Linked DNA regions of Mus musculus: regions 1, 3, 4, 5, 6 and 7 are each linked to region 2. The links are chromatin contacts, called in public HiChIP or PLAC-seq, Micro-C and promoter capture Hi-C maps. All regions are on one chromosome and are shown on one strand. The core of a region is the stretch at or near the end of the contact, and the rest is flanking DNA. Distances in the headings are between cores, read along the strand shown. Region 1 has its middle 75 kb from the start of 1700034K08Rik. Region 2 holds the start of Dipk2a (divergent protein kinase domain 2A). Region 3 overlaps Plod2 (procollagen lysine, 2-oxoglutarate 5-dioxygenase 2). Region 4 holds the start of B430319G15Rik (RIKEN cDNA B430319G15 gene). Region 5 holds the start of Rnf7 (ring finger protein 7). Region 6 has its middle 110 kb from the start of 1700034K08Rik. Region 7 holds the start of Atp1b3 (ATPase, Na+/K+ transporting, beta 3 polypeptide).

Region 1 (3,326 bases), core at 144-2,643, 1.6 Mb before region 2:
AAGATCTGTCTCATCCCCCTGTCCTGGCTTCAAGTTGGACAGGTAAGTTTCCCTGACTCCTAGAACATCAGCTTAGAAAATATCTACTCCTTCACTCCACTGTTCCTGGAGGCTTGATCCACACTCTTAATGTCTCTAATGCTTGTGATCTCCACTGAAAGAATTCCATCTGGAAGACAGGTAGAGTTCATTAAGATAAACTAGGGCATACTCTCAAGTTGAGAACGGCTTTTGAGGGCTTTGTCCTGGCCCAACAGGCTTGGCAGACATTATAGCTGGCTTCCCTCACTCAGTTTGCAACCTAGAAAACAACAGTCCCATTAAGTGACTTTCTGGAATTGTCTATCTGAAGAGATGTCAGTCGTTTGAACAGGGTTATGTCCTGTCCTGTCTTCCACATGGCACTCTGCCACTAATTGGAATTCTTTCAGTGGAGATTACAAGATTAAAGACCTAAGAGTGTGTGGACCCGGATCCCAGGGACAGTGGGGTCAATGGATGGAAGTTTTCTGAGCGGTTATACCAGAAGGGAAACTGACCTTCCCTTCTTGCTCCACTGGGATTCTTAATAAAGGCAAGCCAAGGAAATGTGGTACGGCTTTGTAAATGGTGAAAGCAGGTGAGACTCATTGTATGTAGAGAGGTATTAAATATAGATATCAGAGACTCTGGTTGGTATCATTTAAACAGGATTATTTTTAAATTTTTACAATGCAAAGACAGCCTAGCACAGTTGCACCCTGGTTTAGAGTAAGTACTGTTTCTTTTTCTTTACTTGGGAGAATGAGTTCAGGTGTGTGTGACTAACCCTTGTTGGAGGGAAGTGCTTTGTCTACAAGTAAAAGAAATGTTATTCCTGGTTGTTTATATGTGAATGGCAGAGTGAAATTTTCAGCTTTGAAGTGTATATGTTTTTTTTTTCTTTTTTTACAAAGAATCCCAAACTCCTTAAATTCCCCTTTATTAGATAATTCAAAACAAATAGTTCAGTGAAAAGAAGGCAATAGAATGTATTTCGTAAGTAGCAGAAGCAGACAGGACTGTTTCCCCTCCCCCACCAAACCATCTGTGAATACAAGAATTTTTTTTCTGATGAAAAAAATAAATGAGAAAAATAATAATGCACAATAATTATTTCATACTAATCCATTTTCAAGTAAGGACTGCCTGAAGCAAGAATTGTGTTCCTTTTTAGTGGGCTCCCTCTTGGATGGGCTCTCCCTGTGATGGTAGCTTTCGCTTTTCTTCCCCTTCCTTTGCCTTTTGTTCTGCCTTGAAAGGCTCGGAAATGAGCATAATGGCTGTTTTCCTTGGGCAGTGAGCTGAGAGTGAAAGCTGGGCTCCCTGTGGACTAAGCATTTTGATGCAAATTTACCCAGAAGAAACAGTGCTGCAGACAGCTGCTGGACTCACCTAGTGCAAGGGGAAGCTTGGCTGCTCCCTGTCTGGAGGCTGAGTATTAACTACACTGTTAAGCAGCAGGTGCGCATCCTCCTCCGCACTCAGACCACATAAGTCTCTAGAAAAGACAATGTCCCTCCAGGGAGCATAGCTGGCACGGTAAGGTGTGTGAGTGGGAAACACATTTAGACCACAAACCTTGCAAAACAAAAGTAATCGGAGCTATTAGAAAAGTATTTCCATTACCACCATGCTTCCAAGCTACTGATTTTCAAGAAAGCTTTGCTTTTCGGGTCAAAAAGTAACGGTTTCCTTAAAGGAAAGCATTTGGCTACAAAGCTGGAAAGCTTCTGCCATCCTGAATTTCTTTCACTACTCGACCTTTATTGTATTATCAAATTTGTCTTTGACATCTACATATTTACAAAACTGACACAGACTTTAAAAGAAGACTGAGACTGGAGTCTTGCATTTTTGGATTGCAATTTTCTTGCAATTCTTCTGAGAATAGCTCCTAATGAGGAAAGGTTCTGAGAGATAAGAAAACGACCCTTACAAGTTCATATGCTGGAACAATTTTGATACAGTGAAAAACATGCCAAATCGCTCATATAAAGAAAGATTCTATTATTGTGCATTCACGTTATTTTGTGATAGTTATTTAATGAACAAGAAATAGAATTTTACATGGCATATTTATACAATAGAAAAGATTTGGGGAAAAGATAGGGTGTCTGGAGAGATGGCTTACTACTGGTTTGGAGCACTTGTTTTAGTATAGGATTGGGGTTCAGTAGGTTCAGCAGTCACATGATGGCTTTTAACCATCTGTAAATCCAGGGCCCCATAAATCAGGGCCTTCTTCAGGCCTCCATGAGCATCAAGAATACACATGGTGCACATTAACATGCATTCACATTAAAAACACATATAAATATAAAATATATAAATTAGTTATTTTAATTATAGAATTAAAAATAATGTGTTCTTGTACTTAGCTAACTTTTATCGAAGAGGTAAAAGTTGCATGATATGGTCTGAAAGTCTGTGTACACAGTCTGTGTATACAGGCATACACTTCTAACTTGTAGACAGTGTCAATGCTTGTGAATATGATGCTGTACCCCAGGATGTAGCCCCTTGGCATTCAAAAACAAAAACAAAAACAAAAACAAACAAGAACAAATCTGTAGAGGCAAGACAGTCATACTCCCTGCCTTTCCACTGAAAAGAAAACAAACTGAAAACTCTTAGAAAGGCTTTTCTGATCACCACATGACACAGGTCAAACATCTCTTCCGTACCTGGAGATAAGAAACATTATTTATGAAGCAGCGTTGATATGAATCTGAGCTTACAGACTGCCTATGTTTCCACCAGCTTATGATTAGAGCACTCCTTATCCAGTTAGACTGTTCACAACCATCAATCTCTTCCACAGAACTAGAACAAAAGAGGCAAGATGGGACAATTGCTTTAGATCTCAATTTTCTTATGACATCCCCTACTGTGACTAATATTGGTGGATAACTTGACAACATCTGGAATTAACTAAAGCACAGGCTTTGGAGCAGGTCAGTAATCAGCACCCACTCCTCCACAGCCTCTTTTTCAGTGCCTGGTGTTGTGTTCCCGCTCTGCCTTCTTGTCCTGACTTGCTTTGATGATGGAATGTGATGTACCATTGTGAACTGAAATAAGTCTCTCCTGGATAGTTTTGGTCATGGTGTTTGATCACAACAATGGAAACCCAAAGCAGCTCATAGCATGCTTTGAATACATACAATAGCATGAATTTGTATGTTTTTTTTTCTTGTCAGTCTGTATTTTGTTATAGAGTCTTCAGCCAGAAATTTAACATGGATGGACATCACACCATTTGTTAGGTAGAAGGCAAGTGGGCTGTACCACCAGATGGGCACTGA
Region 2 (3,230 bases), core at 298-2,797:
TACTCCAAAAATAAACCGGATTCCTTTCTCTTATCTATTTTCTTCTTGCCGCCACCAGTAAAACGATTCCATTCTATCCTCCTAAAAGGCACGTTTATTTTCGAAATGAAGTCAAGAAAAAGCAAATAAGTCAGTTGGGCTAGAGGCCAAAACCCTTTTCCTTAGATCCTAGCTCCAACCTAAAAAAAAAAAAAAAAAACACTTTAATTCCTTCCTTAACCGGATTACCATATGACTAGGGCAGGCCACAGCATCAGGATGCAAAAGTCCGTCTTGGCCTTTAGCCTTCCCAGCCCAAATCTAACTCTTTCCCCCATTTCCTAGCTTCTAATTCCACGCAAAGCACGAGTCACGAATTAGCTCCCTTCACTTTACCACCACCCCACTCTCTGATCTCATCTTTCCCACCTGGTCCCAGAACTAGCTGATTGACTAACAGGGAGATGATCTAAGAAATAAAACAAAGACAGACTCGGGGAAGTTAGGCTAGCCAGGCGGGACAGCAAAGGACGTGTGCCCAGGGTGCCCAAGTCCTCGGAAAGAGGTACAAGGGCTCGCTATCGCACTGACACTGGCATCCAGACTGGGACGAGCGGGAGGGCGGAAGGAAACTCGCGAAGAGGCATTTTGGGAGAGTTGGGGACGCACTCCCTCTGGCGTCGAAGAGCCCCGCGCCCGCGCCTACCTGTAGCACCAGCGGCTCGGGGTTGAAGGCCAGGGTGAGCAGCAGCTGCATGCGCTCGGAGTCCTTGAGGTTACGCAGCAGGAAACTGCCCGAGTCCTTGGTCTCCGCGTAGCGGCGCACCAGGCGGTCCAGCAGGCGCTGCGAGGGGCAGTGCACCAGGTCCGACCAACCCTCCACCGCCTCCGGCGTGAGCAGCCGCACGTCGCCGTTGAGACGCGCGAACTCGGTGCGGGGCATGGCCTGGAGCAGGTCGCAGCGCGGCCGGCCGGTGGCCCGCTTGCAGATGCTCTGGTCGAGCTGCGCCAGCTCGCGCTGCGAACCCAGGCGCTTGAGCACCACGCGCCGGCGGCCGCCCTCGCGGGGCTCGCCGTACTGCGCGAAGTACACGTTCTTCACGTTGAGGAAGTCCAGCAGGCGCAGGCGGCCCCACGTCTCGAAGCCCACCTGGCCGTTGAGGAAACGGCGGCACCAGCTCGTGCCGAAGCACGCCGGGCACTTATTGAGCTGCAGGAAGCGCCGGTCGGCGAGCTCGTTGCGCTGCCAGGAGGCGAGCAGCGACGGCGAGTGCAGCAGCATCAGCACCAACAGGCTGCCGAGCGCCGCCAGCTTCAGTGCACGGGACAGGCGGCCCAGCTTCAGGGGCACCAGGCGCCACATCCCGCCCGCGCGCGGCAGCGGCCGGGGCCGGGGCGGGCGAGCGCACCCCGCCGGGCCGCCCCACGGCGCCGAGGCCCGCGGCGCAGACGGAGGGCGGCAGCGAAGGAACCCGAGGACGGGCTGCGCCGGCCGAGCGCGGCGACTTCCCGATCGGCTGTCTCCACAACTCCCGGTGCCCTCCTCCGAGCTCCCCGCCCTCCGACTCCGCGGGCGCCGCCTCCTTGCCCGCCAAGTTATAGAGGCGCGGGGAGGGGGGGGGGGAGGAGGGAGCGCGGGAGCCGCGGTCGCGCGCACGCGCACTCCCGCCCGGGACGCTTGAGCTGCGCCTTGCTGGGTCCCGGGCGAGCAGCGCGCGCGGGGGCGAGTGAGGAGTCCCGGACGCCTCACACTCGAGAAGCTACGGTGCGAGGAGGGGAGGAGAGGATGCGGCGGGGCCCCCACGCGCGGGCACGCCCGAGAGCGAGGGGCGGGGCCGGGGGCGGGGCGAGCGCGCCCCCGGGAAGCGTCAGCGCGAGCTCGCGGGGAGGCGGTGGAGAGGGTGGGTGGAGGGCGCGCCCGGGAGGGCGGAGCTCGCCAGCTCCGCCACCGGAGACCTTCAGTAACGGCTACTCTGGGGTGACTGTCGGGCTACACAGGCGCCCCGGAGGCCTTTGTGGGAAGGTCATTGGAAGGGAGAGGGCGGAGGCAAGCGGGAGCAGAGAGGCCCATCCTGGGAGCGGGAGGAGGTGGGGCCGAAGCCTGGGGGCGGGGCTGGAGTGGGGCCGGGCCAGGTCCTGGGGGCGGGGCCTGGCCGCCCGCTCCGGGCCTTATATGGTGTGGCGCGCGCTTGTTCTTTTGACTGGCGGGACCTCTGGGTCGCGCGCTTTGTGCCGCCGTAGGGCCTGCGGGCAGACAGTGGGCCAGCGGTTAGGGACCGGAATGCCGCTGCAGGGCTGGCGATGTATCTGCGGAGGCTGAGTTACGGTTTCGCTGAGTGAGCACTGGCGGGATGAGGTCCTTCCTCACCGGCGCCGCCCGCCGGGTCCCCGAGGAGCCCGGTTCCCCCATGCTTCACAGGCTGGGCCCAGGCCTGCCTTGCGGCCAGGACGCGTTGCTGTGGCGATGACCCCAGGGAGCCAGGCCGTCAGGTGCCGCACCTGTGCGGTCTAACCAGCTCCTAACAGCAGACTGCGGAAATAACCTGGCCTAACGCGCGTGGGGTTAAGTTTTAGAAGGTCTGGGATCTTCAGCAGTAACTTCAAAATATGTTCTATTAGAATACTTTTTTTTTCTTTAACTTTTAGCACTCCTGTGATTGTTGGTCGAGTGGATAGCTAGCTAATTCCTGGTCGCTGTTAAATATACTTTTACTGCGCTGATTTTTAGAGGTCAAACAGGAAAATCATAGTAAGTAGTAACGGGTATGCAAAGAGTAACTACTGAGACAGTGAGACTTATCTATACAAGATCGTGAATCACTTTCCCGAATTTTCTGTATTTGATTGTAGCATGAGGACTCGCTTCTGGAAGAATACGGGTAAGGTCAACGTTTTGTGTTTGGTGATGTAGGAGTTCAGTCTTTGGAAGAAATTTTCAACGTGGTGGTGATTTTTACAGGCTACTACAGAATACAAATTTTAAGATGTTAGCCTTCAAAGGCTTATGCAAAATGGCTGAGAAATTTGGCTGATAGAAAAAGAGCATCCCATGTTTCCTTTGGCAGAAATTTGATTTAACTTGCTCATCAAGCATCCCCCAAATCCATACAATAAGGTTATGTAAGCAAAGGCTCAAATGAAGTTTCCTCTGGAGTGTCTGGAGCGACTGGAGACTAGAACTGCATGGTTCATTTGTGCTGCTGAGGCAGAGTTGTAAACGAAGCGAATAATTACTAACCTGTGTGTTGTCT
Region 3 (3,535 bases), core at 213-2,712, 1.9 Mb before region 2:
TTGATTGAACAAAACAGGTATGAATTAATTAGTCATAAGGTAATTGCCCACAGTTGTGAGGGCATACTATCTAACTGTAATAATTCGAGGTAGGTCACATTCAACTTTCTTCTGTACTCTTTAAGTTCCCTGTACTAAATATTCTGTTAGCAGTCGTAGAGCCAAAAGTGTTTAATAGTATTTACAGTCAAAAAGTGGTTGTTTAAAGGCATTTGGTCTATTTTTATATAAGCAACATTTAATTGTGTTATTAAGATATCCAATACTAGTAAATTTTCTAATTTTTATCATTTATAGATATTTTAAATGTAGACTTTCCTAAATCTCATCAGTTATTCCGTAGAGTTGTAGTTCTAAAATCCAAATTTTCCAATACTCCAATCATTCCACAGCGCGCTGTAGTTGCATTTTCTGTTGTACTAATTTCTGCTGACTCGAATTGAAATCGAATAAAGGCATTGCGGATACAAGGGTCTTAATCCTACCTGTTATAATACAGCTACTACTGAGTCTGTTGCTATTTATTCTCTGGTCCTCATGGCGCACATTTGTGCTGTGTGTGTGCGTTAATAATTGTTCCTCACAATAAAATTGAAATGTCAGCATGACTTGACTGTTACACATAGGGAGTCTGCTATGCTGCATCAGCCCATCCTGTATTTGGAGACATGCTCCTTTTGCTGCATAACATGACTCAGCACATGTAGTCATAACTTGAGTCAGCACAAGTCAAGGTTGGAATTTAAATTGTCACATCGACAGTTAAGAGCAGAGAGTATAATTGCTCTTAGATAATTGGTTGCTTATTCTCAGCTAGTTTTTCTCTCTTTTGTTCCTACCCAGGATCCCCTGTGTAGGGAATGGTACCGCCCACAATAGACTGAGTCATCGCACCTCAGTAAACAATTAAAACACCGTGAGAGATGCCCATTGGCCAACCCGATCTAGAAGTTTTTTTTTTTTTTAATTTCCATTTCAATTAGAGTCAGGAACAATCAGCACAACGGGAGGTACAACTACAGCTCGCTGTGGAATGATCAGATTATTGGAAATACCTGATTTTAGAACTATAGTTCTATGAAAATTTTTTTTCTTTAAGACTCTCTCTTCCTTGGTGATGCTAAGTTTTGTTGTGTTGAGAGTTAAAACTAACCAGCACAGATGAGTTAATTTTATGGCAGTTTGTGTAGTGCAAATGCTTGGTACTGTGTTTGTCTCAAAGGTACCACTTTCCAAATAGCTGTTAAGGCAGAATATTGTCACAGTGTCTTACTGTGTTTGCTATGGCTATAACAAAAGGCCACCAACAGGGTAAGCTATAAAGAGTAAGCTTATTATTTGACTCTTGTGGACGTGTACACTGGGTGGTTCAGCGTCAGGAGCAGGGCTTCTTCAGGGCTGCCTGCTGCTTCGTAACATTCTTCGGAATGTTCTGAGGAGAGGAGGGGCAAGAGGAAAAGAGTGTCAAGGTCTCCCTGCTTTTATAACCTTCTCTGAAGTTGATGCATTGCAGGCCACTCAAAGTCCCGTCTCAGCACAACGCGTTAGCAATTACATTTAAACTCTAGTTTCCTAAGGGACTTTGAGTTCCAGGCAAGCGTCTCTGTTTTGTTTTCTGAAGTGAAGGCTGACGTATCCGTTGCTGTTAGGCCAGCTTACAACTATAACCCAGTTTTAAAAGCCCTAAAATCCCGGAGACAGATGGTAAAGTGATTAGGGTTTGTTTTAGGAACCTTGACTCATCAGTGTCTCGGCCCATCTGCGTATTTTGTTTTTTGTTCAACAAATATTCATTGGCTACCTTAATGTTGTAGAGAGTGTTCAGTTTGCCAGTTAAACTAGAATTTAATTTAAACACAAGGAAACAATTTAGTTTTACTCTCTTCAATGTAACTAACATGCTGTTAAAAAGTTATTTTAGTATTTTGTTAGCATTTTCAATAAATGTTCCATTTTTTCTTTTTTAATTAACATAACTGAAAATTTTGTGTATCTATTGAAGAAAAGACGAAGAGACTAATATTTATTTGTGTATTACATATGTGTCTATATGTATGTGTTGTTATAATATGTTAAATGAACTTCACCATGTTATATGTCTTGCAAAATACACAACTCCAATGAATATTTAAAAGTTAATAACACTGTGGGTTTTCTGTCCTAGGAAAATCATTGCTCCTCTTGTGACACGTCATGGAAAGTTGTGGTCCAACTTTTGGGGAGCACTGAGTCCTGATGGGTACTATGCTCGCTCTGAAGATTACGTGGATATTGTTCAGGGGAACAGAGTGTGAGTTGCCTGATGAATCATTTCATATACAATATAGTGACAATATGATCTTACTAATATTACTTTAAAAACATCTTTATCTGTCTTCATTTTGCTTAGGATACATTTGAGAACTTGGAGATCACTTACAGTTACATAAAAACTTTTTTTATTTTTTAAGATCGAAAGGAATCTACATGACTAATAGGACAACTTCATTGTTGTATGATAATACTTGGTTGTCATGTGTACACATCCAGTGGTAGAGAGGAGTAGAACTCTTTCCTAAAGTTGGACAAGAATTTAGTTTATCTAGGTCATTTAATAGCTCTAATAAAACTTGTCTTCATTGTCTTTAAAATTTATAAATACAGAAATAATAATGCAGAAAACCAGAACTTCCACACATTCGCAATTTCATGAGGTGATTTTGTTGGAGCTGGTGGTAGCTTTTAATTTGTCATCTCTGTGTGTAAGATCTAATGTGTACATAAAAAGGTAAGAAACCACTGACATTCAATTGTCATCTTTTAGAGGATTCAAAAAATACAGACGCTATAGAGTACAAATGTACAAGTAATATATACTTTCTAAATGATAGCTGACATTTGCTAAAATTAAAAAAAAATTAGTCTGTCAAGCATCAAAAGAGTTTTTGTTACGGAAATGCTAGGCAAGAATGTCGCTCTTTTTTTCCCCAGATTGTAGGCTAGCATTGCCTGAGTCCTAAGTGCCTCGTCTTAATTATCAAACTCATCAGCTCAGTTTAAATGGGGAATATACTCTGACTTCTAAAAGGAGGTGCCCTTAGATTAAATAACTCATATTTTCCTTGGGAAAATTGTAGCTGTGGCAAGACGTTTTCCTTCTGAAGGTAAAGGTTGACTTAGAAGATTTTCATCTGAAAGATACCAGTGTGATAAAGTTTTTGTTATCTGATAGCATGGTAGGTAAGGGATCAGTACTAAGTCAACTCTGTTTCAGTTACTTTTATTAAGTGTAAAATGACATATAAGTCATATATTTGGTGCTATCCATGGATTTGATGGAAATGAAGGTCATCAAGTGCAGAAGAGTGCCTTCGTGTTGATTGGAGTAAACCATAATTTCTTTGTACACAGTGGCTTCCTGTCTGATTTATCCGTAAGGACCGTGGTCAGTTACTGAGTGCATCTGCATGTGTGCCCTTAGAGGGAAGCATGGTGTATTCCATCACGTTTAGTGTTAGAGTTTACCGGACACATTGTGTAGATCTAAAGGCCTTTT
Region 4 (3,313 bases), core at 19-2,518, 2.0 Mb before region 2:
AGGACAAATGACTTTGCATAGACATACTAATCAAAACCCAAAGCAGTGGAGGTAGCTCCCAGGAGACCAGGAATGGCTCCTCTACATCTTCGGAAGTAATTTTCCATGTGCCTGGCAGGGCGATCTTGTTAAAGCACAGCCTCAGGTTGCCCAAGCTGGGCTTGGACTCCGTCGGGTTTACAAGCTTCATTACTGGAAAGAGTCTATGGCTCTCCTGGCACCAGCAGCGGCAGAGATGTTCACCGGACAATGAAAAGTTTCTGTTTACAGACTAAAATCAAAGCATGGCCTTCCTTGACACGGTGATGGCGAAGTTCAGAAGGAACAGCTGGGAGTGTGACAAGCGCCTACTCAGCCAAGCAGACTGAAGCCCTCGCAGTCACCACTCACCTCCGGGAGCGCCGGGTTCAGTAGAGAAAGAAGGTCTAGCCAGGGCGTGCCGAGGAAGCTTCTGGAACCCCGGGAGAGCAGAGGGGCGCACGTTCCACAAGCAAGCTCCCTGGAGCCCCGGCGTGAGGCGGTGCACGTAGGCGTAGGCGACTCGGAGGGTGGGGGTGCAGCCGGGATAGCCCGGGACGCGGGGTCCCGGAGCAGCGCCCCGCCCCCGGCCCTGGCCCCGCCCTCCTTGGCTGCTCTTAAGCCCGCGCCGCGGGCGCCTCCGGTTCCGTCGTCCGCTCCTTGCGCTCGGACTCCGCCGAAGTCCGCTCAATCCTCTCCGTGCTCTTCGGTACCCACGCAGTCCTCCCAGTCCGCCCTCCGCTCCAGCCCCGGGCTCACGTCTGGTCCTGCGCTCTTCGGGGTCTCAGCGTCTCGCGAGAAGTCCTCGCCACAGGCCTTCGGCTCCCGGGTTCAGGGGCGGATGGGGGACCGCGGAGCGAGGCCGGGGCGGCTGATGCCCATGCTCGCCCTGCTCTCCTGGGCGGCCGGCCTGGGCGTGGCGGAGGAGACGCCCGGGCGCATCCCTGCAGGTGAGCTCTGCTTGCTGGTTTCCACCGGCGGTCTAGAGAGAACTGGGCATGTTTCCTCTTTGCTTGCTCCATCCCTGCGGGACCTAGCCGCGGGGCTCCCTGCTTTGAGATTGGCAGGGACCTCCTTTCCTGCGCCCCGGGAAGCAGCTTGCCATCCTGCCTCTGTCTACACGCAGCGCTCGGGACCCGGCTACGATCGGACCCAGTGTGCTCCCACCCACTCCTCCTTCCGTTACACTTTGGGGCGTCCCTGAGCCCTGGCCCTGGCCGGTGTTCGGAAGCTGAGCTAAAGCTAGTAGTTGGAGGCAAGTTCGTGTGAACAAAACTTTCTGGGTTCAGCCAGAGGAGAGCCCCGCCGCCTATTTGTCTCAACGGGACTTGCAGCGCTGCTGTATCGCGCAGGGGAGTTCTTTGGTCCTTTCTACTTCTGGGCCCTGGGCTCAGCTCCCTGGAACTGAGCCTTGCGTTTAAATGACCCGATGCACTCTGGTGATGAGTGGGTGGATGCGCTAATTTTGCATTCTATAGTAACTAATTAGATTCTTTTCCTCTGGAAACTAAGGCGAGGAGCAAACATTTCTACCTTGGAATTCCAATTCAGAGGGTAACACTTGGCACAAGTCCAGTTGGACCCTGTAACCATCGGTTTTTGTCTTTCTCATGGCGCAATAGGTGAAACTTAAGGACTCAGAAGCACCTGGTTCTGTGGAACAGTGCTCGCTTTGTTGGCTGCAGTCACAGGGAAATCTGAACCTGTATGAGTATTCTGATTTTGAAGTAACTTTTATCTCATATCAAAGGTATTTCTTTCAGCATAGTACTAGAAAAATCACACAGATAAATGAGAATAGAGACAGAATATAAGACTTTACTCTGAAAACGGTCTTTGTTAAAACACCAAAAGCTTTTATTGATAAGTAAAAATAACCGCCAGGATTTGCTAATTTTAGAGTTTGGCTTCAGCTTCTGTCTATTTTATGCCACCTCGATGCGACTTCTCACTTGTTTACAGAGTATATCCATGCCAGGCTGCTACCTTTAAATTTGAGGTTAAAAACAAACAAACAAACAAAACAAAACAAAACAAAAAACCCAAACAAACAAAAAAAACAACAAAAACTTCCCTGTGCAAGCTTTTACATTTCATGGAATTGGATGTTAAATTTTAAGGGATTGTAATATCTAAGGCAGGGGATTTGAGATACGAATGTTTTTCATATAAAGCCTATGGTTAATATCTGAGACATGGTTTCTGTGGTGGTAGGTGGGCCCAGAGTTCAGTTATGAGCTAAATGTTGGAAATGTTTCTGCATTAATGGAGCCAAGTGAGGAGTAGCCATTCTGGTTACACACACAGATAGATGGTTTCACATGTTCTGTGGTAAGCTAATAGATGCAAAAGATGCATTGTTTGGTTATTTGGTCAGATTTATTATCAGCTGTGGTAAGTTTTATCCCTGAAGTAGTATAACTGGAAATTACTACATGGATATTACTACATAAATAATCTTTCAGGTCTAAGTTGTCTAGATGAGTGGGCTTTCAAGAGTGCAGATCACCTGTGACAACCCCCCCCCCCCCCATTATTTGTCAATGTGTTCCAGCTGGTCAGTAAAAAGAATATTCAGAGCTGGGGAGATGGCTCAGTTAGTAAAGTACTTGTACCAAAAGTGTGAGGACCTGAGTTCTGGATCCCCAGGGTCTACTTAATAGCTAGGCCTGGTGGCCTGTGCTTATAACCCCATTGAGGATGAAATAGACTGTAGGCAGATCCCTGGAGCTGACTGGCTACCTAGTGTAGCCTGCTTGGCAAAGCTTGCTTGGCTAATGAGATCCTGTGTCAAAAAGAGGTGGTGGCTGGTACCCGAGGGATGACTCCTGAGACTGTCTTCATGCCTTCACATGCAACCCCCCCCCCACCAGTGTGTGCTCACTCTCCCACATAAAAGGAATGGGCCCTCTTGATAATTTGAGCCATACCCCCTTTGTAGGAATTGCAAGTCTAGCTTTTTCCTTGACCTCTACCTACTAGATGGCAGTGGCGCCCAGCTATGAAAGAGGGAACAAAAGAAGGCTTCAGCAAAAGGCCAGCCTCTTGAGAGGCAGATGATCCAGGCTTGAGAATCACTGCACAAGATAAATAGGTGTCCTAGAGGCAATGTGACATTACAATGCTATCAGCGGGATTATAGGTCCTACTCTGCCCTTCCATTTAGTTTTGAGAGTTTTCTGGAACTTCTGGGCTCACGTGAGCCTCCTACTTCAGCTTCCTGAGTAGTTGGGATGGCAGGTTTTAGTTGTTTAAAAGCCATTTTTCTTCTAGCAGTTTTCCATTGTGACGGTGA
Region 5 (3,478 bases), core at 356-2,855, 1.9 Mb after region 2:
CCACCTGCCTATGGCTCCCAAGTGCTGGGATTAAAGAATGCACCATTAACAACAGGGTAATAAAATAATGATGATGATGATTTAAAAAAAAAAAGCGGGCGTGGTGGTGGACCCCTTTAATTTCAGCACTCGGGAGGCAGAGGCAGGTGGATTTCTGAGTTGGAGGCCAGCCTGGTCTACAAAGTGAGTTCCAGGACAGCCAGGGCTACACAGAGAAACCCTGTCTCGAAAAAACCAAAACAAACAAAAAAGATTTATTCATTATTTGTTTTTAAGATGGGGTCCCACTACTTAGCCTTGGTTGTGTAGACCAGGCTGGCCTAAGGCGCACAGAGATCTGTTTATCTTTGCTTCTCGAGTACTAAGTTTAAAGATATCACCACACCTGGCCAGAATAAAATTTCTAAGCAAAGCTTGTGCTGCCTCTGCCCCCATGCCTCAGCCTCCCGAGTGCTGGCATTTCAGACATTCGCAACCACACTCAACCCTAAAATGGAAATCACTGCCCAGCTCCTAAGCAAGGATGAGGGGTGGAACAGCTGGATTTTAGTGTTTTAGTCAAATCAGATTCTACATAGAAACTAGTGTCTGGGTCTACAATTAAATGTAAAAAGTAAAGTTTGGGAGCCCTGATGAAGCAAGTCCAAAGACAAAGAATAGACTGTGGAATCTCTTGATGCTACGTTTAAAGTCTCAAAGCCAAGAAACGCGCACATTTTCAAACTGCAGAAATCTATTTCAACTACTCCCCAGTCGCCCTGTAAAGCAACCTCACAGTAATCTAAAATTTTATGTTTATGCTACCTGCATCTGGGTTTGCATACCAAATGTGCCTAATGCCCTCAAGGGCCATAATGGGGTGCTGGAGTTATTGGAACAGGAGTTAGAGGGTGGTGAGTTGCCATGTGGGTGTGGAAAATCGAACCCGGGTTCTCTGTTAAGAACAAGCTTGTGCTCTTAACTGTGGAAACATCTCTCCGGTCACTGAGCCTCATTTCGGTTATGAGACAGAATCCGTATAGTGGCGCAGGCTCGCAATTTCCAGTTTTTGGGAGGTGCGCCCTCCTGGGTTCTAAGCCAACCTCGGCTAAATGGGCAAGCTCTAATCCTGAGGAACGTGAGAGCATCTCAAAGACGAACATCCCAACCCTCAGATCTACGCGAGGGATCCGCTGGGAGATTTGCTGGCCGCAGGGCCGGAGGTTCCCCTCGGGTATCCCGGTCACGCCCCCTCCCCCCCGCCCCCATAGGAACCATCCCGTGTCTGGCGGCCCGGCCCGGCCCAGCACTCGCCGGCTCGGCCCAGCTCGCGGTCCCGGCTTCGCCTGCATCGCTTACCCATCACCTGGACCCTGCAGATGGCACAGGTATCGCACTCAACGTCCCAGCTCCACATGGCTACCGCGTTCCACTTCTTGAGAGAGAACATCTTGTCGCCTCCCGACTTGGAGCCTGCGCTCCCGGAGTGCGAAGAAAGGACGCAGGGTTCCTCGCCGTCCTCCACGTCGGCCATGGCGGCGGCGCAGAACGGCGACGCGGACGTTGGGCGCGGAGGCGGGAGGTACGGTGGCTCAGCGGGGCCACAACACACGCCACGGAGCCTCCCGCAGGCACGGGCGGGCGGGCGGAGCCAGACGGCGATGATTGGATGGCGCGCGCCAGTGACGTCACGAGGGGCTGGGCAAGGCCTGTACAGAGAACCCCAGCGCTTGCTAAAGTGGCCAAAGGCCAGTTGCTGTAGGGCAGGCCCGGGTCAGTAAGCGAGCATTGTCTGGAGTTACATTGTATTAAACTCGGGGGAGTCTCAGAAATCACATCGTCCCTGTCTTCATTTGTCTCCTTTCTCCCAAATGTAAAACTATCAAGAGTAGGGACAGAATTCTCATCACTGTAACCTCCGTATCTTACAAAATGGTTGGCCTTGAATTCAGATTCATTTATTTATTTATTTATTTATTTATTTATTTATTTATTTATTTATTTATTTTTGGTTTTTCGGCAGCCGGGCGTGGTAGCTCACACCTTTAATCCCAGCACTCGGGAGGCAGAGGCAGGCGGATTTCTGAGTTCAAGGCCAGCCTGGTTACAAAGTGCGTTCCAGGACAGCCAGGGCTATACAGAGAAACCCTGTCTCGCAACAAGCAAGCAAGCAAGCAAGCAAGCAAACAAACAAAATATATGTTTTTTTAAACTTTATTTTATGTGCATTGCTGTGAGGTGTCAGATTCCTTGGAAAGGACCTGGAGTTACAGACAGTTGTGATCTGCCATGGAGGTGCTGAGGATTGAACCCCGGTCGTTTGGAAGAACAGACCATGGTTTTAACCACTGAGTCATCCCTCCAGACACTACATTTGTTTGTTTGTTTGTTTGTTTGTTATTGTTCTCAGGTGACAGAGAATAGGTAAGCAGAAGGGCAAGAACGCAATGCTTAAGCAAATGTGTGCTGGGGAGAAAGCAGAGTGAGCCAGCCAGGGAAGGGCCAGGCAGTGGGCCCCTGGGACTGTGGTTAGGTCCCTCCCACCAGGCTTTGTCTCAGATCACTTGGCCAGCATTGAAGGAAAGCTTGGATGAAAAAGCAAAACAAATGTTCCTGCCTCGTGCTCAGCTCACGTCCACCGCCATCCTTCAGGCTACTCTTACCAACGGGGGTGGTGGTGTCCATCCTTACCGGTTAAGCCAATTAGAAGTATATGGGGCAGTGGCCGTGCACACCTTACTCTGAGCACTTGGGAGACAGCAGCAGGTGGATCCTTGTGAGTTATAAGGCCAGCCTGGTCTACAAATCAAGTTTCGGGCAACCAAGGCTACACAGAGAAGCCTTGTCTCGAAAAACAAAAACAAACAAAAAAGTACGAGTCCTTTATTCGTGCAGGACCAAATTCCGGCGCATGCCTCAGAGTCTCTTGGTGTCGCAGCTCAGGGATACGGTGTTTCTAAAGGCAAACCCCACAAAGACCACAACTCACATGAAAGTCAGATGACAGAACAATCTTGAAACGTTCATTTCTGACAGAACATGGTGATTTTTTTTTCCAGACGTAACATGAAAGTTACTTTTGACTTGTGCCTTCTTCAGTTATTTTAGTTTACATTAATTATTTTGGTTTATACATCGGGACCATGGTCCAGGCCACAGAAGTCCCAAATGTGCTGGGAGGGTAGATGTGGGCATGGAGGTGGGTGAGGAGAGGACTGAGAAGTGCCTAAGCCAATGCACAGGGAGTCGGGACAAGATGGCACAAGATGGCGTTTCTGTGGTCACTTCCTCTGCGGGAGAGTCTTTATTCCTTTGTTGAGAACACTGGGAGAGAGATGCTTGGTTTTGTTTTAGAGACTTCCCTTTAACACAAACACGTTTGAGCCCTTCAGGAAAGACCTTATTCCCATCGCGATTGAGTTTCCACTGTTTATTTCTCCACTCCTCATTCCTTCCTGCCATTCATCTTTATGAAAATAATCTTCCCTGTGGCTGAAGA
Region 6 (3,347 bases), core at 699-3,198, 1.6 Mb before region 2:
GTTCAGTTCCCAGCAATCACATGGTGGCTGTCAACCATCTCAAATGGGATCTGAAGCCCTCTTCTGGTGTGTCTGAAGACAGCTACAGTATGCTCATATAAATAAAATAAATAAATCTTTTTTTTTAAAGGAAGAAGCTACAGATCATTTGGAAACTATCATGTTCTTCAAATATAAAATGAAACACTACAAGGAGTTACTGTTACAACCAGCAGCTTTATGTTTCTGATAGTGAAATGACAGAGTTCTACAGTGTGTTACCATAGCCTTCGCCTTTGAAAGTTAGCTTCCTTTCCAGAAAATACAGTTACCGATTTTACAAACTTGGATTAATTATATTTTATAAAATAAACATTACCATTACTTGAAAGTTTTTTGGATTGTTAGGTCCAAAAGCAAGACACAAAGACCACCACTCACGTATGCAATAGGCAAGAGTGTTTTTATTTCCCCAAAGCAAGAAGCCTGCATGTAGGTATCAGCTACTTAACAAAAATGGCAACCCTGGACAACGGGGCACAAGTCTTTTATAGGAAACTGGGGAATTTTTTTTTAGCAAAGCTTAGGTAATCTAAAACTTCATTGGCGGGTGCTGTGAAGGTTTCATGGATTGGTTTCTGATTTGCTGCTATGTTAGTTTTACTATATTTGGTGAGGTCTTGAGGAAACTTCAGGAACTGTTTCAGCTCTGGGCTTCTCCTCCCTTTGTCAGAGCCATTAGTAGCTAACAGCCCATTGTCAGTAGGTGCTTCTGGGGAGCTTTATCAGCTCCCATAGGAAACTGAGACTTTTCTATTCCCAAAGTTTTTATTTTTCTTTTTTTTGGGGAGTTCTCAGAATTACAATGAGTAAACATCTAAGTAAAAGTAGAAGTGTCCCATTTCTCAATGCTGTACACCCAATATAAATCTTGTTTCCAAAATACACCACAAATTAAGCACAGTAAAATTTCTCTATTTTTTCCATAAAGTACTGGATTATCATAGTGTGAATTGATGGCCATGAGTGGTGTGTATCAAATAGAAAGGCACTTGGTGGGAAGTTTGTTGTTTGAATAATGTGAATCAATAGAACCAGAAAGGTTTCCTGTGGGAAACATGGTATTTTGAATCCCAGGTGTGAAGAATCAGGCTGTGTGACCTTTGGAAGGCCATTTCTCTCTTTCAGCCTCAATTCTCATATTTTTAAAAAGTAAGAAAGACTGAAAATTATGGTTTAAAATTATTCAAGAAAATGAAAAGCACACCCATAAAAATCAGCAACATATGTTAGAAAAACGAGTACTTGCCTAAAAGATGAAGAAAGAAAATATTGAATAAGTGAAATATAAACAGAGGATGATCAACAGAGCAAGGAGATTATAAGCTTCCTCATATCAGTCATAGAAAGATACATTATTTTTATTTTTATTGTTTTAAATTTTTATTTCAATTTTATATGTCATGGGTTTCCTATAAAAGCTTAAATTCCTATCCATGGTAGTGCATATTAAAATAAGTCCATGGTTATCTTGCAGCTCCATGTGTGAAAATTAAAAAATAAACATTTATACAGGTGTTAGAATACTTAAGAGATTTGTGTATGAAATTTATTCAAAGTAATGTGTGATGTACACAATCAACTGTTAGTGAGGTGGGTAAAATTTCAAATAAAATACTAGACTTGATGTGATAAATGGTATATTATTGAAAAATATCTCGTGAAATGGATTTAAAATTAAATTAATAATCAAAAAATTCAAATCACTCTGGCTAAAAAAAATTGGGAAACCTGAATATACCATTTGCTCTGATGTATCTGTTGTTAAAGTTGATCTATTCCTTCACATTTGTAATTGACATTAAATTTCCTGAAACTTTTTAAAATTCTGCTTATATAATACTGCGCCTAGCTGTTTGAGCTAAGCATGAAGTGACAATGTGAAAACAAAGTCTATTTCTATCTACTGTGAAAATTCTAGGAAAACGGCCAACAGATTACATAAATCAAAACTCACATCAGCACTGTATACTAAGCAGATGGCTTTATATGCTAATGTGTTATTTGATGCGCTATCCCTATTGACCGGAGGGAAGATAAAAACCTCTGTAAGGTCACAAAGACCTTCTGCTCACACCCTTTCCCTCCTTCTTGTTGTCACTATGTCAACTGCTGATGAGAATTTAGACTGTGCATAAAACATTGTGTTGTCTTTTTATTTCTTAAAATATATAAAATATACTTGAGCAGAAATATTTCTTGATAGAAATTCTGAGTATAAGGCAGGATAAGAAAATATAAGTAATCCTATAAGACTGAGAATAAAAAATAAGCAACAACCCCCCACTCTTTTATGACTTTAAAATAATCTATAATTTTAAAATGAGAAAGCAGACTATTCCCTTGAAAAATATGAACTCAAGAAATGATAAATATTTTAGGAAAATACTTTAGAAAATAAATAATTTCTCAAAATGTAGATATCTTATTTGTATTTATGAATCTTGATATGCTGAGATTAGTGGATATCTCTTCAAACAAAGAAGAGAGAAAACAATATCATTAAGCTGATAATCAACTTATGTAGTGTTTTCCAGTTGATTAGTTCAGAAATGTTCACCCCACATAAAAAGGCATACATCTGAAAAATCAGAATATACATCTTACCTAAAATGTTGGCAAAAACTCCACCTGCACAGAAAGGCCCAATGTCCAAATTAAAGTGGGAAGCTTATTCAGTAAAATTATGGGCAGTTTCAGGACTCAAGGTTTTCCCTAGACTTGTTGGTAAGATGGCACAGAGAAGGAGAAGAAACACTGTCCTCGGAAATCTGATTTCTAGACATTGTGATCCAATAATGCGTCCTGAAAATTTGTTGATCATGCTGAAGTAAGAATTAGACCATTTTTATATATATTTATGAAGAAAGACTGTTGAACACTGTAAGCAGAATTTCATGGGCTTTCCTATTAGGATCTTGGAAAAAAGTAGTGATGAGAACTATGCATACTCAAGAACTTTCACAGAAGAATAATATTAGCCACTGTGATAGAGACCATTCCTAAGATAATTTGACAAACAATGTAGCTTCTTTCTGCTCTAGTCTTGAGTTTGCCTCAGGAAAACTTAAAAAGTAATCAGCTAAATTCTTTGCTTGAGGATATTTCAAAATAGCCTATTATAGACTTTATCACAGAATTACTAGTAATCACTGTCTGCAGATCTACAATGAAAAAGAACAAGTGGGCCAAAAATAAATACAAAACTACAATTTGAAGAGAAAAAGCACAGTGAAAACTTAATTTCATATCCGAGGACTGTGCTGAGAGAAAGCAAAATTAAGGAGAAGTCTGATCTCCATTGGAGT
Region 7 (3,628 bases), core at 244-2,743, 1.8 Mb after region 2:
AAAGGAGACTGGGCTCTTTTCTTGGCCCCATGGAATATGTAATTTTACAAAGAATCACAACCTCTGGGTTTCATTTCTGAACTAGAGGTTGGAATTTAAGAAAACAAAACAAAACCCCCCAAACCTTCCATGGCTCCTTTCAGCTTGTGATAGAGTGTCAAAGAGCCTTGCACCCTAGAGGAGCTCACTTCAGTGAACAAGTCATTTTGTGAGCCATATCTCACTTATGGTCTTCAATGCTTCTCTTAAAAATGCCATGCCCCAACGGCTCTCAGCTCTAAAAATCCATTCTTACTCAGAATGGAAAAAAAAAAATCTGTCCTTACCCATTAACAAAATACTCTTAAAAAAGGATTTCAAAAAGGTAAAATTGTCTAAATAGAAAGGCAATAAATGGAATACACTTGTCCACCTTCACTAACATTTTTTTTGACCCCTCACCTTAAAAGCAGCACAAAACCCAGAAGACCGATCAACTCGGATTCACTATTTCGTTTTAAAACAATGAGTTCGCACAGAGAAAATCTGTTAACATTCAACCACCACTCGGATGTTTTGAAGGTACGGGAGGAGGGGGTGTTTAATAGGACCGTCTTTCCCCAAAGCAAAATCTGCAAGGCAGAAAAGCGCTGTGATCTCCGAGGAGGAGGAGAAGGAGGAGGAGGAAGAAGCCCTCTCGGAGCCGGCCTTTCTCAGTCGGAATTCAAGTGCTTTTTCGCGGACAATGTGCCCCAGTGATTAACTCCCCGTCACACGTCCCTGCAACCCACACACGCCCGGAGCTCGCCCGCACTGTCCCGGCCGTCTGGGTGGCAGCGCCGCCGAGTCACAAGATAGCGGGCAGTGGAAATTTCCTCTCCCCAGGCAGGCGAGGGGCAGGTCCGGCTTCCCCAGTCCGCGCGGCCCGCGCCTCCAGGGCGCGCGCCCTACAAAGGAGGCCCGGCCCGGCCGGCCGGTCCCGCTTCCGGCGCCGCTCGCGGCGGGAACCGGCAGCACGTGTGCCCCGCTCGGGCTGGCCAAGCGGCCGCCCAGCCTCGGAGCCGGACCGCCGGGCCGCCCGCAATGAATGGGGCCGTCCGCCGCGCCGCCCGCCCCGCCGCGCGCTCACCCCAGCTCTTGGAGGTGCGCCCCAGAAACTCTCCGCTGCTCGGGTTGTAGATGAACAGCTTCCACTCGGCCAGGCTCTGGTGGAAGGATTTCTTCTCAGTCTTCGTCATGATGGGCGTGTGGAAGTCGAGGTGAACGGAGGCCGCGGGGCTGGAGGCGACGAGGGGCTCGGCGGCGCGTCCTGGCGACGGCGGCGGCGCAGCCCAGCGACAACAGCGGAGGACGGCACGGCCGGGAACAACTCTTCGTTACGAGACCACTAGAGCCGACTGCGCCGCGCCGCGCCGGGCGGCCGCAGGGGCCCCGGGAGCCTGACGTCTCCGCCCGCCGCAGCCAATCCCCGCGCCGCTGGCGCGCACCGCGGCCGCTGCCTCCCGCCCGGCTGGGCGCGGCCCAAAGGCCCAGAGCCGCCCGGATGACCCCGCCCCCGACAACACGCCACGCCCACATCTCCAAGGTCCGCCCTTGACGCCAGAGCCACGCCCCCAGCCAAGCCACGCCCCAGCCGGGCTACTTGCCCCTGTAGCCCCCGCCCAGGTGCGAGGAAGCCAGCGCGGCGGGGCTGCGGGCGGAAGTCTGCCGGGCACACTGACCGGCAGGGTGGTGGCCCGAGGAAGGTGGGCGTAGGAGGCTACAGCGCTCTCCACTGGAAGCCCAGGCCGTGGCTGGGCTTAGTGGAAGCCCAGCCTGAGACTTAGTGGTCAAAGCCTGGAGCACATACTTGGCCCCGGAGCCTTCTGCAATACGCCGTGGCGCGTTCTCCTTGGGGCTCTGTGACGTCTTTAAACGGCACCTGCTGCAGGGCCTCGGGCAGCGTTTGTAGCGTCTAGTGTGGACTAGCTGCTTTTGGGTTGCCTGAGGGTCATGGCAGTTTTATTCTAAATATGCTATCGTTAACCAAATGGAGTACAGTATACTTTTTCTCCAGATTCAGTCGAGCATATCAATGAAATCAATATAAATATTTTCCCAAGATTTCCGCTCACTAAAGCCTTGCTTTTTTTTTTTTTTTTCTTTTCTGGCTCGGTCACTCCAATTGTTAACTACAATACTTGATGGAGTACAAGGTTAAGGTTGTTAGAGTTAGGGATAGATGCCTGAACCACTCGGCTGGTGTTTTCTTTGCCACTGGTGGCCGCTACGCCTAGGCGGAGCCAGGAATTCAGGCTGCATTCTGAAATTCTGAAACACCATAAATGGGATTTTAAAAGACTCAAAATGGAAGTTTGAACAGAAGGTGAGGTTATTTTGATTTTTTGTTTTTGTTTCCGGAAAAGAGATGTTAAATAACCTCTGTTAAATAGCAATAATGAATGAATAAATGCAATCCCATTTTGTTTGCAATAATTTCATTAACCACGCCCACCCATACGTTTATGACTATCCAAAATCCAGTTTGGTTTTGTTTGTGACAGAATCTTGCTGTGTAGCTTCAGCTGACTTGACATTGTGTATCCCACACTCTTGTCCTCCTGCCTCGACTTCCTGGGTACTGAGATCACAGGCATGTGCTACCATGCCTGATTTACAGGGGATTTTTGTTTGTTTTCAACTGTTGTTTTTCTGGGGTTAGGGTTATTGGGAGAGGAGGGAACCAAGGACCATGCACATGACAAGCATGTCACCAACTGAACTACATCCTCCGCCCTCCAGTTATTTGTTTGTTTTCCAAGACAGGGTTTCTCTGTGTTGCCCTGGCTGCCTTGGAACTCACTCTGCAGACCAGGCTAGTTTCCAGATCACAGAGTGCTGCCTCTGCCTCTGGAGTGCTGTGACTTAAAGGCCTGCACTCACCTCTCTCTGCCTCCGGTTACTTTTTTGGTCTAATAACACCAAAAAAATTTTCAGAAGCAATTTGTAGAGTTTGACATGAAGCTGATTTTAGAAATACCAAAATATTACACAAGAAGCCTAGAATGCTTCTCTAGATTATAGGTAAGGCTAAAAGCTAAGGAATGGAAATAATTTTACCTCAAAACCTGAACTGCACACTAGGGTAGCTAGAATACTGATAGGATTAACTATGAGCTTTTTATATATGCAAACCGATGAAAGATACATCATCTATCTGGGATAAAATATAAAAATATATCTGCTTATTTTGTGTGTGTGCATGTATAACAAGCATGCTTTAAGAAATAATTACCTAATACATAGAAAACAATGTTATGAAATGACATTTCAAAGATGTTAGTGGCCAGCTGAGAGTTTCAGTCTCTGTGTTTTTAATAGCCATAAATACAGCTTTTATACTTAGTGTTCTGTGGTTTTTCTAAATAAGGGTTTAAATACAAATATAATTCAGTAAACACTTTGAAAACTCATGGCTAGTTTAGTCAGTATGGCAGTCAGTTTCAACGGATTTCAATTTGGCAAAAATACTATACTCGAACAATATGGGACCTCTTTGTTTCTGTGTTCCGAGATAATTGAGCATGGCCTGGAAGAGTAAACACTGATTATCTTGGGATATTAGCCTGCCAAATATGAGCAGATGGAATATCAAATTTGGTCAGTTATA

Evidence for each region. Promoter capture Hi-C pulls out the DNA fragments that hold promoters and counts their contacts. A called contact is a pair of places that touch in the nucleus more often than the background predicts. HiChIP or PLAC-seq counts read pairs in DNA pulled down with a chosen protein or histone mark.
Region 1: a promoter capture Hi-C map of hippocampal neurons shows a contact between it and region 2, with 17 times the contacts expected there. The contact joins the enhancer-like site here to the promoter of Dipk2a in region 2. A contact is called at or near these places in 3 of 39 promoter capture datasets (the C10 cell line, cranial neural crest and hippocampal neurons) and 10 of 115 datasets of contacts at active chromatin or transcription factors (the 230-238 cell line, astrocytes, craniofacial prominence and 7 more).
Region 3: an H3K4me3 HiChIP or PLAC-seq map of embryonic limb bud shows a contact between it and region 2, with 6 times the contacts expected there. The contact joins the enhancer-like site here to the promoter of Dipk2a in region 2. A contact is called at or near these places in 3 of 39 promoter capture datasets (the 3T3-L1 cell line, the C10 cell line and hippocampal neurons), 1 of 484 Hi-C or Micro-C datasets (cerebellum) and 3 of 115 datasets of contacts at active chromatin or transcription factors (astrocytes, embryonic hindbrain and embryonic limb bud).
Region 4: a Micro-C map of embryonic stem cells shows a contact between it and region 2, with 6 times the contacts expected there. The contact joins the promoter of B430319G15Rik here to the promoter of Dipk2a in region 2. A contact is called at or near these places in 8 of 39 promoter capture datasets (the 3T3-L1 cell line, 3T3-L1-derived adipocytes, cranial neural crest and 4 more), 7 of 484 Hi-C or Micro-C datasets (cardiomyocytes, cerebellum, embryonic stem cells and 3 more), 13 of 115 datasets of contacts at active chromatin or transcription factors (astrocytes, cardiomyocytes, craniofacial prominence and 9 more) and 1 of 9 other capture datasets (embryonic stem cells).
Region 5: a contact with region 2 is called in a promoter capture Hi-C map of erythroid cells, with 3 times the contacts expected there. The contact joins the promoter of Rnf7 here to the promoter of Dipk2a in region 2. A contact is called at or near these places in 2 of 39 promoter capture datasets (erythroid cells and pre-B cells).
Region 6: a contact with region 2 is called in a promoter capture Hi-C map of hippocampal neurons, with 36 times the contacts expected there. The contact joins the enhancer-like site here to the promoter of Dipk2a in region 2. A contact is called at or near these places in 3 of 39 promoter capture datasets (the 3T3-L1 cell line, frontonasal cranial neural crest and hippocampal neurons), 14 of 484 Hi-C or Micro-C datasets (the STO cell line, adipose-derived mesenchymal stem cells, cerebral cortex and 7 more) and 10 of 115 datasets of contacts at active chromatin or transcription factors (SST interneurons, astrocytes, cardiomyocytes and 7 more).
Region 7: a contact with region 2 is called in a promoter capture Hi-C map of erythroid cells, with 17 times the contacts expected there. The contact joins the promoter of Atp1b3 here to the promoter of Dipk2a in region 2.

What each region holds. Positions count from the first base shown.
Region 1 is chr9:92,929,373-92,932,698 of GRCm38.p6, forward strand. No RefSeq gene overlaps it. Among named protein-coding and RNA genes, the nearest start is that of 1700034K08Rik, 75 kb to the right of the region's middle. Within about 2 kb of position 1,394, at least 55 of the 459 cell types and tissues checked have an H3K27ac peak or open chromatin away from gene starts, as enhancers often do. A contact at or near this core is called in the 230-238 cell line, embryonic forebrain, forebrain and 2 more, where this site is marked.
Region 2 is chr9:94,536,534-94,539,763 of GRCm38.p6, forward strand. Dipk2a (divergent protein kinase domain 2A) reads right to left here and starts at 1,548. Exons shown (of 3, transcript NM_001033145.2): 1 at 686-1,548. The coding sequence starts at 1,342.
Region 3 is chr9:92,596,424-92,599,958 of GRCm38.p6, forward strand. It overlaps Plod2 (procollagen lysine, 2-oxoglutarate 5-dioxygenase 2), which reads left to right. Exons shown (of 19, transcript NM_011961.3): 11 at 1-17; 12 at 2,165-2,290. Among named protein-coding and RNA genes, the nearest start is that of B430319G15Rik, 55 kb to the left of the region's middle. Within about 2 kb of position 1,463, at least 29 of the 459 cell types and tissues checked have an H3K27ac peak or open chromatin away from gene starts, as enhancers often do. A contact at or near this core is called in embryonic limb bud, where this site is marked.
Region 4 is chr9:92,541,601-92,544,913 of GRCm38.p6, forward strand. It overlaps B430319G15Rik (RIKEN cDNA B430319G15 gene), which reads right to left and starts at 1,269. Exons shown (of 1, transcript NR_029474.1): 1 at 1-1,269. It overlaps Plod2 (procollagen lysine, 2-oxoglutarate 5-dioxygenase 2), which reads left to right and starts at 623. Exons shown (of 19, transcript NM_011961.3): 1 at 623-968. The coding sequence starts at 860.
Region 5 is chr9:96,477,070-96,480,547 of GRCm38.p6, forward strand. Rnf7 (ring finger protein 7) reads right to left here and starts at 1,606. Exons shown (of 3, transcript NM_011279.3): 1 at 1,339-1,606. The coding sequence starts at 1,513.
Region 6 is chr9:92,897,938-92,901,284 of GRCm38.p6, forward strand. No RefSeq gene overlaps it. Among named protein-coding and RNA genes, the nearest start is that of 1700034K08Rik, 110 kb to the right of the region's middle. Within about 2 kb of position 1,949, at least 7 of the 459 cell types and tissues checked have an H3K27ac peak or open chromatin away from gene starts, as enhancers often do. A contact at or near this core is called in hippocampal neurons and ventral hippocampal neurons, where this site is marked.
Region 7 is chr9:96,362,938-96,366,565 of GRCm38.p6, forward strand. Atp1b3 (ATPase, Na+/K+ transporting, beta 3 polypeptide) reads right to left here and starts at 1,494. Exons shown (of 7, transcript NM_007502.5): 1 at 1,109-1,494. The coding sequence starts at 1,217.